Regions from separate parts of the Sus scrofa genome. Here region 2 is linked to region 1. A link is a contact called in public HiChIP or PLAC-seq data. All regions are on one chromosome and are shown on one strand. The core of a region is the stretch at or near the end of the contact, and the rest is flanking DNA. Distances in the headings are between cores, read along the strand shown.

Region 1 (7,457 bases), core at 1,866-4,365:
CTGGCCCCGGCCCACCAAGCAGGCCGTAAACACGAGCATGACGTTATGGTGAGACACAGGGACCGCGGGGGCGGGGGGAAGCCGAAGGTGACCACGGAGAGAGGCAGAAGCCCTGGACAACCAGAGGGCTGGGGAGAGGCCAGGCTGACCCTCAGATTCTCTGCAGGGATGGGGGGGGGCAACTCAGGTCAGAAAGAGGCGCTGCTGAGCAGAACTATCCCACCCCCCACCCCACCCCCGTCCCAGGCCCAGTTCCCGGTGCCGTGGCGGCTCCAGTTACAGCCTAATGTGGCCACGGCAGGGGTGACGCCCACAAGGCCTACGGCTCCCAGTTCCCGTGCTGGGATCCCAGCTGAGCCTGCTGCCTTTCACGAGGGTGGGGGAGCGTCCATCTCCAAACCAGGCTGTGCCCAGACTTCGGGGGCGGGGGCCCCGGTGGGAGGCAGAGAGCAAGGAGCCTGCGCCTTGGCTGACACCCCCAGGCTGCAGCCTCCCGGGGCCTGAGTCAGGGAGCCCAGAGAACCGGGGGTGACGCGGCCTCTCCTGCAAGTGCTCCTGTCCGAGGCGCAAAGGCCAGGGGGGCTGGGGAGGAAAGCAGGAGGGCAGCCCACCCAGCCCCAGGCCCAGACCCTGCCTGAGGGAGGACGTGGTGGCCGTCAGTGGCCGGGGACCCCAGCCACCCCAGGGCACAGGCTCGGCAGCTTCCTGCAGCCCCCGAGGGTCACTCCGTCCCACCAAACAGCCGCTGCAGCAGCCAAGGAGGAGCAGGGCGACAGCCACCTGGACGGCCGTATGTTTAGTCACATGACTTGCACATAAATGGCTCTGCACATCTAATGAAGAGATAACGCCAGCAGGGTGCCTGCCACATCCACGCCGCCGGTACAAAATCTGGGTTCCACTAAGGGGAAAAGTTGGGCCTCTGCGAAGAAAGCCGGTTCAAAATAAGGCCCAGGCAAAGCCCAGAGACATTAGTGCCTGATTAATGCCTAATCATTTATCTGGGCGACAGCTCACGACCATGTGACACTGTATCCAGGAGACTCTTTCCCGCTGCAAGAATCCCTGCAGCCGGAGCACAGGTGCCTCTCAGGATGGATCTGGCCCCTGGCTGCAGGGGGGCACCCCTCCACCGGAGAAACCCGGCTCCCGGCCGCAGCCTGCAGCTCTGCAACTTGTGTCTTTCCATTCCTGCTCCACGGAGAGCTCCTCAAACTGAAACAGTGTTTTTAAACCCCGCCGCTGAAACCACTGCGGGCCACCAAGCCAAGCCTCGGCGCCCACTCCTCCCGGGAGCCCGAGGCCCCCCTGACCTTAGCCACGTCACCCCCACTCGTCAGTACCTGACAGGGCAAGTGCGGCCGCGCATCTGAACCCACTCCCCCCACCCCAACGGATGACAATTCCGAAGACAGCCGGATTCAACAGTGCGTCTGAACAAAGAAAAGTGAGTTAATTATGGCAGACCTGCGGAGTTGGGAGCCGGAGGCGCGGCGGGGGGCGCGGGGGCGCGGGCTCCCCGCGCTGCGCTCAGGCTCCGGCTCGGCGCCCACCGCCGCGCTCCGCGCCCGGCCGGCCGGTCCCCCGCCCGAAAAGTCGCGACGACTTTGAGCACCACTTCTGCCCCCCGAGTGGCGGCCGCGCTCGCGCACCCCGAAACCGGGGCTGGGGAAACCGAAAGCGGGCGCCAGCCCCGCGCCGCCCCGCCCTGGAGCCGGTCCCGGCCCGGGGCCAGCAGGGAGGGGGGGGTCCCCAGGGGATTCCGGGGGTGTCCCAGGGCCGGCGCCCTCGCCCCCGCTCACTTTTTCGTGCAGTCCAGCAGGATCCCGGCGAAGCTGCGCTCGCCGCAGCTCACGGTGACCAGCAGCGCGCCGTTGACGACCTGCTCCACCCGCACGGGCAGCCGGCAGCCGACCCGCGGCTCCATGCTCCGCGTCCCGGCCCGGCCCCCGCCCCGCGCCGGGTCAGCCCCGCGCGTGACGCCGCCCGCCGGCCGCCTGACGTCACAAAGCTCCGCTCGGGGCGGCCTCCGCGAGCGGGCCGGGGGCGCGGGGAGGGGCGCGCGGGCCACCGGCGCCCGCAGACGCGCGCCGGGCCGTGCGGCCTCCACGCCCGGCGTGGAGACGCAGTGCGGAGCCCCACCGCGACGGGGCAGGACGGGGCAGGACGGGGCAGGGCTGCGCTCCACCCCCGGCGACGCTGGCGGCGAGCGCCCGCGGAAAGGACCCGAGAGCGGGCGCAGGGAGGACGGCCCGGCCCCTGGGACCCCGCCTCCGCTGCCGGGGGGCCCACTCGGGTCGCCGGGCGCTCCCGGCCCCAGGGTGTCTTCCTTACTCTCCCCTCTTCCCGGCCGCGGCCCTCCCTCCCTCGCCATCGCCCCGGCTTCCCCGCCTCTGGGTCTGGCGCCGAGTGGCCACCCGGGCACCGCGGGGAGGAAGTCCCGGTGGCGCGAGCAGGAAGCCCGGCAGGCCGGGCGGAGGAGACGCGGGCGCCGAGGGGACACCAGCGGGCGCGCCGCAGCGGCCCAGTTTCGCCTTCGCCGCATGGGGGGCACTTGACCCCCGCGGGCTCGGCGACTCCCCGGGTGACGAGAGCGCGCGCGCGCCCGGCCCTGGCCCGCCCGCAGCAGGGCTGGGGAGGGTTATCCGGTCCTCGATCTCGCTCGCGTGTCCCCGGGGCGCCCGGGAAATGGCAGGTTCCTTGCGACCCGGCCGCGGCCGGAGGGGTTGGGGCGCCACACAGCCAGTGGACAATGGAAGGGCCTGCCTTCGCTGAGCCGGAGCGGGGCTCCCCGGCGCGTGCAGCCGGCCGGCGGGTGGGGGGCGTGGGGGGCGCTGAGCCGCCGTGGGGGCCTAACGCCGGGGCCGGCTCCCGACCCTCCCGAGCACCTCCGCGCCCCCCACGGGGCTCGGGACCCCCTCGGGCCGCCCGCAGGGCCCGGCCGGTTGCGGCGACCTGGCCCTGAGCGCCGCCCGGCCCAGCCCGGCCCCCAACGCCGGCCTCACTGCGCTTGACTGGGCGCGGGAGACCCGCGGGCGGCCGGTTGTCCTGACGACTCGGACGCCGCCGCCCGGCCCCGCCCTCCCAGCCGGCCGCAGCCCGCCCGGCTCGGACCTGAGCCGGGGCCGCCACCCCTGGCGCCGCCGCGGACACTGGGGCCGCCTCCGCGCCGCGCGGCCTTGCCCTCCGGCGGCCGCGCGGCGCGGGGAGCCGGCCGAGAGGAGCCCGGGCGGAGCCAGGGGCCCCCCGGGGCTCTCGCAGTGTCTCGCCGCCCCCTCCGTGCCCTGTACACCGCTGGGGACCGAGGCCCTACAAATCGGAGTCGGGGCCCCAAGCAGCCCCAGAGGAGGCCGCAGGGGGAGAGAACGCCTGCCCTCGGCCAGGCCTGAGTTAACCGCAGACACCAGCCACCCCCACCCCGCAGAAGGGGACCCCAAGGGGTGGGGGGCTTGAGCACTGGACACAGCCACCTCTCCAGGGTCAGCCGGCCCTGCCGGTGACTGCTGGACCTCAGCTCTCCCGAGCTGTCAGGCTGACTTTGGAGCAGAAAGGCCAGGCAACAGGGACCCCTGGTGGCCCTGGGAGGGGGGACTGGTCAGAGCCTGTCCACCCGCTCAGCAGAGGTGCCAGCCTGCTGGAGATGCCTGCTGGGCACCACTCCTCCTGGGCACTGGGGACACACAGCACACCGGGAGCTGGGGACACACTAGGGAGCCGGGTGGGGCGGTCAGGGTTGTGCACAGGGAACTGTGTGCAGAGGGGGGTGTCCAGGAGAGCAGGCGACCACCAGAGAAATGTGTACTGGCAGGACCGCAGAGGCGGGGGTGGGGGTGCTGGGGAGGGGCCCTGAAAGGTGCAGAGGCTGAGATGAGGAAGGGGGTCCCCGGGGGTGGCTCCCAGGTGTCTGCAGGACCAGCTTGGGTAGGAGGACAAACACACTGGCGACCAGCTGGGCTTTGTGTGGGGGGGGGGGGCAGGGACCACCCTGCAGCTCCTGAGGTCTGTCAGAGCCCAGAGGGGAGCACTGGGCCCCAGCCTGCTGTGTGTCTTGAACTCTGAGCGTGAACTTGCAAGCCCTTTCTTTCAATCTTTAATTTACTGACACGCAGCTGGCCTGAACCTTGTGTTCGGCTCAGCAAGGTTACCCCGGCCCACGGACGTGCAGGGCCTGCCCATCGCCTCTTCCGCTGGTGTTTGTTACAGGACAGGGGATGCCGTCCTGGCGCGGACAGTGGAACCTCCTTTGGGAGCCATTTTTAAAACCCCTCCTCCAGGAGCTAGAATAGCGAGAGAAGAGTCAGCTGACAGGAGACGGATTTGCATTTTAAAGGGTGGCTGTGGGGACCTCACCCGGCGGCCCGCCCACTCCCAGCCCGGCCCCACCCCTGCTCCTGCGGCTTCCCCACCCAGCCCGTTTCCGGGAGCCCTGGGGAGTTTCCAGACTCGCAGACTAAAGGGCAGAGTCCTTCAGAGGGGCCTGGTCACTTCGCCCCCACCCGCTGCCTCCCCCTCCTGACCTGGTGCCCCCTCCTGCACGGCCCCCGCAGGGCTGGCCTCTACCTGCTGATCCTGGAGGGAAACCCCTGCGCGGCAGCCCTCTGAGAGCTGCCCACGGGCAGGGCCTGGGAGGAGCCTGGGCCTCTCCCTGGGTCTCTGGACTTCGGCCCTAAAGCCCTCCCCCGGCTGCGGGCACCACCACGGCCACTGCCAGGCCTACCCAGCACCGGGGCCTTGGCCTGGCCCGTTCAGGGCACCAGCAGAGTGACCAGGGCTGGCTGGCCTGGTCAGATGGGCTGGGCGTCGGCATGGAGGGCAGGGGAGGCCGTCCCAGCTCAGCGTCCCTCCTTGGGGCCCTCACCCACAGGAGAGCCCCCGAGCCTGCCCAGCGCCAAGAACAGAATTATGCCTTTGTCATCCTCTGACTCAACATGAGATGGGAGGCTCCCAGAAGCCTCCCTCTGACCGGAACGAGAGCCGCCGCCGTCACCAGCCTGTTCCGGGTTTGCCTGGCCAGGCGGCTGCTGTCCTGGCCCTGCCCCTGCCCCTCTCCAAGCCCGGCCTGCTCCCACTGCCTTCCCTGGCGCTCACCAGAGCAGCCTGGCAGGCAGATCTTTTGCAGCACAGCCCAGTCTTCCAGAGACAGGTGCTTCCGAGATGGAACCGAGGCTGCTGGGTCAGGGGACTTCGGGCCTGGGCCATGGGTCAGAAGTCGCGGTTTCTCCAGAGCCAGCGCCCAGAGCAAAACGTGTGAGGGCCGGGTGCTCAGGCCAGGCCACCGCGGGGCGTGTCAGCCCCCCAGCTGCAGGGAGGGAGGAGACAGGGCCCGGGCCAGGGTGCCCATCTCACTAAGCACCCACTTACCACGTGCTCGGCTACCCCAGTTCCGGGGCCGAGTGTGGTGCCTGCGCCGACGGGGCTCCTTGAGGCTGGAGCCGGTGCGCAGCCCTCGCGGTGGTCGTGCTTGTCACTGTCCCCTTCCCCCTGCAGGCCACAGATCCTGTCGGACGGAAGCCCTGGGTCTGCAGGCCTGCCTGTGTTCTGTCTGACCGCCCCACGGGGTCAGGCCTGGAGCCTCAGCCGCTGCCCTTGTCACATCTGCAGGCCTGGCTGAGGACAAGCCTTCCCGGGCTCATAGGGAGAGGGGGTTGTGAGCGTGGCCTTGGGCCAGACGGCTGGAGTCCTGCTGGCTGAGCTTGGCCTACCTGCCCTGCGCCTGGGCGTCTGCGTCTGCAAAGGGGAAATGACGCCAGTTGTTTCCTTACAGCGGCGCTGAAGTGCGCTGTACACGCGTGATGTGCTCCGCAGGGCACCAGCCGCCAGTGGGGACTGCGAGTTCGCTGCTCTCGGCATCCTCACCCTCACGCTGTCATCACCACCCGCATCGGCACCCCGCGTCACGGCCCTCCCCACAGCTGGCCATCCCCGGTGCCCCATCGGCCCCGGCCAGCACGGAGCCCAAGGGCCCCGGTCAGGGTCTGGTGCCTCCTAGAGAGCGTCCCATGAGCCCACCCTCCTGCCTCCTCGGCAGAGGGGCGAGGGAGCCCCGTGAGCAGGGCGGCTCTCTCCGCCGGGAGCCCGAATCCCCCAGACCCAGAACGAGAGGCCAGAGGTCGCGGGCACCGGAAGCAGAACGTCTTTAGGATGGGACTCTCCTCCTCGAGTGACCGCTTTTGTTTCAGAACAGTCGGTCTGCAGCCCTTCTTTCTCTGAACCGGCCGCGTCCTCTCCAAGCGGAGCCTGATCACTCCTGTTGGAGAAACAGCGCGCGCTCCGGGCGGGGGCCGGGTCCCGGAGAAGTGTGGGTGTCGGGGACGCGCCCGCAAGCCCGCCCCGGCCCTCACCGCGCCGGGCTTGCTGCCCGCCCTTGACGTCCCGGAGCAGAGACAGAGGACCCTCCCCGGGTGCGCCGTCCTGTGAGAGGCGAAGCTGGACGGGATGGCAGTGCTCCTGCGAAGCCCCGTGAGACTGCGCAGCACTGCCTCCTGCATCCGGAGACAAAGCACCTTGCAGGCATCGAGCCGGAGCGTCACGGCCCACCGTGAACCTGGGGGCTCAGGGTGGAAACCTCATGCCCACCACGAAGGGGGTTGGGAGGAGGAGGGCAGCCGCCGGCCCGGAGCGCGGGGGCGCGCCAAAGAGACGGTTGCAGTGCGGCCAGACCTCGCGTCTCCCCACGCAGACGAGTGCGCAGCACCGTCGCCTGCATGTCTGATTTTCTCGAATTAGCAGTGATTTTTTGATGTTCTGACTTCCTGGTCTTTGTTGCCAAAAACTCCTGTACATCCTGGCTCCCCACTTGCCTCTCAGGCGCGGTCTCTCAGATGGACCTGAGATGCCGTGTCCTGGGCTCAAAGCCTGTTTTGTCCACCAAATAAAACAAAGATCTCAACTTGTAGGTCATGTATTTTTTCCAGTGGCCACCTGTACCAAGGGGCGGTGTGTGCAGGGCAGTGTGCACAGGGCAGTATACACAGCAGCCCGGAGCCGGTTCCAGTCCCAGGGCTGCTGCTCCTTGTGGAAACGTGCCTGAGAAACTCGGACTTACAGGCCATGAGGCACAGAAAAGCAGGTGTGTCCCCGCCATCACCACTGTCCCCTGACCACTGGCTGGGGGGTGCTGGGGCCCATCACTGGGAGGTGGGGGGGCTCGGCCCCACTCAGCCCCGGAAGCGCAGGCACCAAATACCTTTAAATAACTCGGGAGGGGGAAACTCTAGGGGGACAGCAGATGGCCGGGCAGCGGAGGCTCAGAGAGTCTGGCGGCCTCACTGCCCCGAGCTGCGCCCAGGGGGCCAGGGAGGCCAAGTCAGGGAACAGCTCATTGCCACCTCCCGAGCCTGTCCTGCCAATCGCAGGGACTGGGGCAGGCCTCAGTCTTGCCCAAGTGCCTGCTGAGGCCTGGGGGACCCTGTGCTCCAGGTTCCCCCAACCCTAACCCAGCACGGGGCTGCGGGTCT
Region 2 (7,409 bases), core at 2,879-5,378, 46 kb before region 1:
CGGGGAGCTGGCCCAGCACCTTCCCCAGAAGCTGAGGGGCCTGGGCCTGGCTCGGGGCCAGCGTGGGCACCCAACTACCTGTGCATGTGGGGGCTGTGTGCTTGGCAGCGGCTGTGCCCTCTGCAGCATGGCCAGGAGAGGCCCCCACACCTCCGTACAGTGTGGACTCCCAGAGACTGCAGGCCAGGTTGCTGGGTGCTCAGCAGGCAGCAGAGGGCCCCAGGGCTGGGCTGGAGCCCAGGTGGCTCCTTCAGCTGGGCTCTGACGGCAGCTCCCAGACACCAGACAGCTCAGGGGCCACGCCGGGGGTATTGCAGGAATACAGGTGCCTGGGCCAGGGGTCTGGGGGCCTGCAGGGCTTCTCCCCCTGCGGCCCCCTCAGGCTCACAGTTTCTGCCAACAGCCGCAGCTCCCTGTGCCCCCCAGGCCTTGACACTACTGTCCACAGGGTGCCAGCGCCAAGCTCGCCTGGGCGAGGCTGGTGCCCGGTTCACCCAAGTGGATCCCTGTCTCCCTCCTCTCCCCCGCTGCCGGCGAGCTTCCCAACCACGTCTCCACAACACGAGCACCAGGCGGGGCCTGCCTCCCTCTGCCCGCACCCCCTCCACCCGAGCCCCAAGCCACACGAAGTCCAGCCCTCCGCTGGGCGCCTGGCTCCCCTGGACAGCCTCCCAGGAATGTCCCTCTGAGGCACGTGAGCGTCTCTCCCCTGCCCTGTCGGAGCGGGTGGGGCTGGCAGGCAGGCCAGCGGGCAGTCGCCCGATGGGGACGGTCACCCAGGCCCGCCGGTCACTCCCCTAGAAGGCGTTAGGACCTGTCCGCTTCAGGACGTGCCCCACCTGAGCGCCCTGGGGCCTCCCAGGACAGGGGTCCCTCCGCAGACACCACACCCACGTGCACACAAGCTTGCACACACATCTGCCATGCACATCCTTCACAAGCACACGCACACCTGCAGGTGCTCACACTCAGACACGCCGCCTACACACACACACACTCACGCGTCTGTGACATCCAGTGGCTTCTGTAGCCGTGGCCCCCGAGAAATCCGGGTCACGGAACTGGAGGACACGAACGGGAAGGCAGAGACCGAGACGGGGCTGGGCCAGGCCCCGGTGGTGCTGCTGAGGGCAGAGGCCCGGAGCCTCTGGCTGTGGGCACAGCTGAGCACGCGTAAAGCAAGCAGCTGCCTGGGTTAGCCTGCAGCATGGGGGGCACCTGCAGGCCCCGACACGGGGCCGCCCCCAGGAAAGCTGGGGCCTCCTCACTGTCAGCCTCTCCAGACACCCGCCTCGCCCTCACTCACCCCGAAAAGGAGCCATCGGCAGCCCCACTGGACAGAGGAAGAGACTGAGGCCCGGGGGTGGAGGCCCGCGCCACGACAGACACTCAGGCCTGGACGCTCCAGTTCTGCAAGCTGCCCCCACCTGCTCCGCTGGCCGCACGGTCACACCCCTGCCTGGTCAGGGCTGGGTTGGCACACACCGTCCTCCAGCAGCTCCTCCCGGGGTCTCTCCCCACCGAAAGGCTCAGCCACCTGCAGAGGCCACCCCGAGACCACAGGCAGTGGAGATGTGGTGACAGTCCTGGCCGGAGGTCAGCTCTCCCCCCGGGTCCAGGCCCAGCGGCCAACGGCCCCAAGTCGGGGCTCAGATGGATCCACTCCTGCGAGTCCGGGCGAGCCTCCTGGACGTGGGGGTCCACGCTGCCTCATGGCCGCCGTCTGGAAAAGGGCCCGAGCTGGTGCAAGGAGAAGGGGGCTTGGGGAGGAGAGGGGCAGGTGGGACTCTGGGCCAGGGCGACATGGGGGGCAGGGGCTCCTCAGTGGCTCCGGGTGACCCCTCTGCCCAGCAGAGGGCCGGGCCCCCTCCCACCACCCTTGACTTTCCAGGGACTCCCTTTCCCCAGGGTCCCTGGGAGGGGGGAGTGCTGGATTGGCTGGGACCCCTGGGGTGGGGATGGCGAGCCTGGCGCAGGGAGAGGGCCGTGCCCCCTGCCAGACCACAGCCAGGTCTCGGGGAGGACAGGCCGTCTCCTGCTTGAGGTCCCGCCTGCCCGGTGGGTGTGGACTGTGGGAGCTGCCGTCCAGCCACCTGAAGGCAGCCTATGCAGAGGGTCCCAGCACCGGCGGTGGTGGGGGGACTCGCCTCCACAGCACCCTGGGCACACCTGTCCCAGCCCCAGTGCCCTCCTGGCACCTGGGAAAGTCCAGCCTGTGGTGTTGGCCAGGCCAGGCCAGCACAACTCAGGTGACCATCTCAAGAGCTGCACCACAAATCAGGCAATTCTTTAGGAAGATGGTGTGGTGTTTTATACACTGACTCAGCTGCATTTAAAAAGGGGGCTACACTGCCAGGGGACACCCCCAAGTCCACAGGGCCACACAAAGGCGGGGGTGGAGAAGAGCCACCATGCAGGCCACGCCCCCTGGGGCTGTGACCACCCAGTCCCAGCTGACCCCACTTGTCCCCACCTGTCCTCATCGTGGCCCAGATGAGCTTCCAGGACTTGGACCTTTGAGCAGCTGACCCGCCTCGCGGACGGGTCTTCACAGCCCCACGGGCCGGCACCCCCCTCACAGCCCCCCGCGGCCACCCGCCCCACCTCGGGCCTCGTCTCCATCTCTCCCGAGACGGCACTGTCTCTTCGTATTTTCACTCTTTCCATAATGAGAGCGTTTACAGCACTTTACAAATTACAATTTATTTAAAGACCAGAAAGCACAGGACAGCCCTAGGTTCCCAGAGGCGCTTTGAGCCCAGGCGGCTCAGGACCCCTCCCAGCAGGGGCGGGGGGGAAGGGAAGAGCCAGCCTCACTCTGCTCCCCTGGGGTGGGGGGGGCTCTTTCCTTCCTTTGGGGCTAAACCCCCGGTCCCAGCAGGGTATGCAGCCAGCACGCTGCCCTGTGCAGGAGGCCGGCCGCCCTGCAGGGTCGCGGTCCCTGCTCCCGGCACAGAGCCATCACGTAGGCTGGACTTTAATTAAGAATTTGATGGGCGGTTTCTTTCCTGCCTCCGCGGGGCAGGCCGGTAGCCTTCTCCTGGAGACCAGGGGACCGCTCCTGGCCGCCCTGGCACTGCCCCCTGCCTGCAGGGTCTGAGGAGTCTCAGAGCTGTCCTGATGGGGCTGCGGGGCCCGCATAGACGTGGCTGCCCTTGGTCCCTGGGAGCTGGTGAGAGGGTCCAGGGGTGGGGGCCTCCTCTGCCGCCTGGGGTGGCCCAGCCCCTGGGATCGCTGCCGCCCCAGCCTTCCGGGCCCCGCCTTCCTGGCCCCAGGATCCACCTGTTAGCACAGGCCAGCTGGGGTCAGGTGGCCCCACAGAACCGGCTTTTCCAGCCACCCTGCTTGCCTGGCCTCGCCCAGGCCCTGGGGTGCGGGGTGCATAGGCGGCCCATGGGGAGGAAGGCGCTTCTCCTGGCCAGGGGGCCTCTGCAGTCTGTGGGGGGGAAGGAACCCCAGGATGCCTGTGGGTCCCTGGGGAGGGAGGGGGGCACCCTCCTTCAGGCTCACCGGCTACCTACGTGCGCACACGCACCCATCCCCCCACCCCCCCAACACGTGGACACACTCAGCCACGCGTGCACGCGTGCACACACACACCTATGCACACATGTGCACACAGGAACACACACACATGCACCCGCCCCCACCTGTGCGGGCCCACCCAGGCCCTGCCCAAGGCCCCAGGAGCCCCTGCCAGGCCGACCTCCTCCTGTGACCTGTGGGTGGGGGGCAGGCCCCTGGGCCACACGGGTCACTCCTAGGGCCCCTCTTGGCCTTCCCGGGCCTGCAGAGGGAGAGGCCCACCTCCCAGGTCCTTGGACCCCAGGCCATTCGGCCCAGCTGACACACCTGGGGACCCTTCCGGCCGGAACAAACCAAGCCCGAGGCCAAAGATCCCCCCCAGGAAGTCCAGCCCTGAGCCCACAGCTCCCCTCAGGCAGGAGACCCCCCACCCCCACCCATCCTGGGCCTGTGGCCTGGAGCCAGCGAGCTGCCTGCTGACCCCTGGCTGTGACCTGCAGCGCCCAGGGCCCTGGGACCCACCAGGCGCCCAGCCTCGGCCCTCCTCCCCCTCTCCCTGCCCCTCCTCCCCCCCTTTCCCTCCCGGCCCCTCCCTGCACTTCCTCTGCTCCTCTCGCAATGTGAGTCAGCACGGAGCTGAGAGGTTCTCGGCCAGCAGTCAGGGAGCCCTCCCTGGCCGCCAGGCCGCTTCGCTTCCCGAATGCTCTGCAGCTGAGGCTGACCCGCTGACCCAGGGTGGAGCCCTGCCCAACACCCACCCCCCATCAGGCTTCTTCCTGGGGTGGGGGTGCAGGAAGGACCAGCCAGAGAGCTGACCCTGGGGTCCCGCCTCTTCCTGTCCCCCTCCCTCCTCTACCTGGGCCCCGGGGTGGAGGAGGGCGGGGGTCTTCCCCCCCTGACCAGAAGTACCTTCCTGCTGCTCTGCTCCCTGTGAGGCCTGTGCGGAGGGAGGCCAGGGGGTGGGGGGGGCAGGCCCTGCGGGGCAGTGTCAGGGCCTCGTGCCCACGAAGCAGCCCGAGGCTCAGGGAGCAGCCTTGCCGGCCTGGTGCTGCGGAGCCTCGGCTCTCTGTCCCCCAAGGTCAGCCTTGCCCAGGGCGGACTGCCTGTCACCACAGCTCTCCAGCTGTGGCCTCCACCTTGGGCCTCTCCAAGGAAACTGCTGGAACCTCCTGCCTCAAGGCTCTCGCTTGGGCCAGCCCCTGACCACGGACGCAGCCAGCTCTCATCTGCAGGACGTGTGCACAGCAGAGAAGGCCCAGCACCGTCTGTAACCAGGGCGTCCTCGCTGGGACGCCAGGACTCCTCACTGTTTCTGAGGACTCAGGGGCCCCGGCACTTCTCCTAAGGGGGAAGGGGACAGACCCTAAATCTCGGCTACTCTGTCACTCAGAAAAACCCTCGCGTTTTCCCTTTCAAACCAGAGGCCCCTTCTCACCACTGGGCCTCCCTTTAAACACAGGCAGAAGCTTAGACCTCAAGGTCTTTGCTTGATAACACTGGGGGCGGGCGGGAGAGGAAGTGGGCTGGAGAATTCACGCTTCCCCCCTTGGAGGACAGGGGAACATCCTGGGTCCCAGCCCTGGCTGGGCTGGGGGGGTGAGGCCAAGGCTGAGTGCTCAGCCCAGGTGGGAAGGGGTGTGGGGGGCGCCAGGCCGATGCCCTGGCCTGGGAGGACAGGATTCCAGGGAGGCCGGCCCCTTCCGGAGCTCCTGGGAGCGGTAAGCAGGCCATCACCCCTCAGCCGAGAATCAGGAACTCCCAGGCTCCAGGACACCCACTCGCTCAGCTGAGCCTGGCAACAGCTCGTAAATATTCATTGGAAAATTAAAGTCCCATTAAAGGTTATCTCATTGCTGACGCTTGTGAATTACTTTTGTTTTAATATGAAATGCCAGCGAGCGAGGCCTGGGGTCCCCTCTGAGCGAGGCCTGGGGTCCCTTCTCCCACCTGCCCATGTGGGCCTGTGGTCAGCGCCAGGGACTCAGGGAGGAGCAGGGTGGGGACAGCTTGGCTGGAAGAAGGTGGGGAGGGGCCCTCCGGCCCCACCCGCTGGGTCCGCCAGAGCAACCTTGTAAGAACCATACATCTTCTTCCATTTTCCAGATTGCTCTGGCCCCTTTCCACACTTTAAAACATTTTCCTGTGGACAAGCCCAGCCACACCCAAGCAGAGACGAGGGCCGTGGGGTCCAAGCTACGCCCCCTGGTCTCTTGTTCTGCAAACACGTCCTTGGGTTTCTCTACAGGGCCCTGAGCCCCCGTCTTCTCGCGCTCTTTCCTCCACTCCTTCACCAGCTGCTCCGCCTGATGCTGCTGGTAAGGGGCACATTTCAAAAGAACTAAGCATTCACCCTTTGGGGCTGGTCAAACATCTGGCTCTAAGACAGCGGTGTCCTATGAGCTCACTTGGGTTACAGACACACACCTACCCACACACATGCCTGCCCCATGACGTTTCTGAGAAGACAAGACCAGGCTTAAAGGAGTCGTCCTGGGTGGATGGGGGTGGTGCTGAAGGTGATTTCTGACTGTCGGGGTTTTGTGCGTGTTCTTTAAGAAGCATGGGTTGGTTTTGTAATGAGAAAATCAGCTTAAAAACATGGAACAAGACAAGATGCCCATTCTCACCAATCCATTCAGCAGGGAATTGGAAGTCCTCGCCAGGGAAATGGGCAAGAAAAAGAAATATGAGGCATTCGCATTAGAAAGGAAGACGTCAAACTGTCCCCATTTGCAGGTGACATGGTAGTGTATGCAGAAAACCCTAAAGACGCCACCAAATGTTAGAATTAATAAATGCACTCAGTAAAGTCGCAGGACACGAAAATCAATACACAAAGATCGGCGGCATTTCTGTACACTAACAACTAGCAGAAAGAGAAATAAAGAAAACATTCCTATTTATAATGACGTAAGATGGAATAAAATATCTAGGAGCAACTTTAACCAGAGAGTCAAAGACCTTTATATTGAAACTACAAGACATTCGGGAAAGAAATTGACAAAGAATCAAGTAACTGAAAAGGTGTCCCGTGCTCATGGATCAGAAGACTCAACACTGTTAAAAATGTCCCCACTACCCAAAGCAATCTACAGATTCAGTGCCACCCTGTCAAAATTCCAATGGCATTCTTTCAGAGAAATAGAATGAATAATCCTAAAATTTGTATGGAGCCACGAAACACCCCCAAAGAGCCAAAGGCATCTTGAGGAAAAGATGCCTTTTTTTTTTTTAATAAATTTGCTTTTATTTTTAGTGAGAAAAGGTCTTTATGCTATTGAACAAAAAAGGAAATTCATTTATTTACTCAGTGGCATTACAAACTCACATTTACATCAAAATAATAAACCATCAGGACACAGGAAAAAAATGCAGAGATTTAAGGATATTTGCTTCTCTTGAACTTGAGTAGCAGAAGCAGGACTGTTCTCATGCTCCTGACAATGCTTATGCAACAGGATGCTGGGGGTTCTAGGGACCTGATGCAAGGGCCTTCAAGAACTCCTCGAGTTGTTCCATCTTTTCAGCTCGGGCACGATGCTCTCGGTGCCTCGACGCTAGGCTAAGGAGGACGTTCTTCACCCGATGTTGTACAGTTGGTCGTCCGAAGACTGTGATTTCGACCAAGTTCTCCGCGTTAACTGTGTCTACCATCAGCAGGCCTGGCTCATCCACTCAATCTTTGGAACCAGGACTTGGTTTGGGCCTAAAGAGAGAGGCTGAGCAGCGGCATTGGTCAAAGAGCAGGAAGAGCTAGCTGTAAGGGAAGGGGAGCAGGAAGGGCTGGAAGCTGGGGAACTGGGATGATGACCGGGGAACTGGAAAAGGAACAAAAGTTGGAAGTTGAGGAAAAGGAACCAAAGTTGGAAGCATCCCACGTCCTG

The links. HiChIP or PLAC-seq counts read pairs in DNA pulled down with a chosen protein or histone mark.
Region 2: an H3K27ac HiChIP or PLAC-seq map of alveolar macrophages shows a contact between it and region 1, with 5 times the contacts expected there. The contact joins the enhancer-like site here to the promoter of PWWP2B in region 1. A contact is called at or near these places in 12 of 47 Hi-C or Micro-C datasets (alveolar macrophages, embryonic fibroblasts, epiblast stem cells and 6 more) and 2 of 2 datasets of contacts at active chromatin or transcription factors (alveolar macrophages and skeletal muscle).

What each region holds. Positions count from the first base shown.
Region 1 is chr14:140,631,464-140,638,920 of Sscrofa11.1, reverse strand. It overlaps PWWP2B (PWWP domain-containing protein 2B), which reads right to left and starts at 3,115. Exons shown (of 3, transcript XM_021073880.1): 1 at 1,803-3,115. The coding sequence starts at 2,545. LOC110256841 (basic salivary proline-rich protein 2-like) reads left to right here. Exons shown (of 2, transcript XM_021073882.1): 1 at 1-1,447; 2 at 5,765-6,886.
Region 2 is chr14:140,678,455-140,685,863 of Sscrofa11.1, reverse strand. It overlaps LOC110256842 (a long non-coding RNA gene), which reads right to left. Exons shown (of 2, transcript XR_002338865.1): 2 at 6,803-7,244. Among named protein-coding and RNA genes, the nearest start is that of PWWP2B, 46 kb to the right of the region's middle. Within about 2 kb of position 4,128, at least 22 of the 83 cell types and tissues checked have an H3K27ac peak or open chromatin away from gene starts, as enhancers often do. A contact at or near this core is called in alveolar macrophages, liver and retroperitoneal adipose tissue, where this site is marked.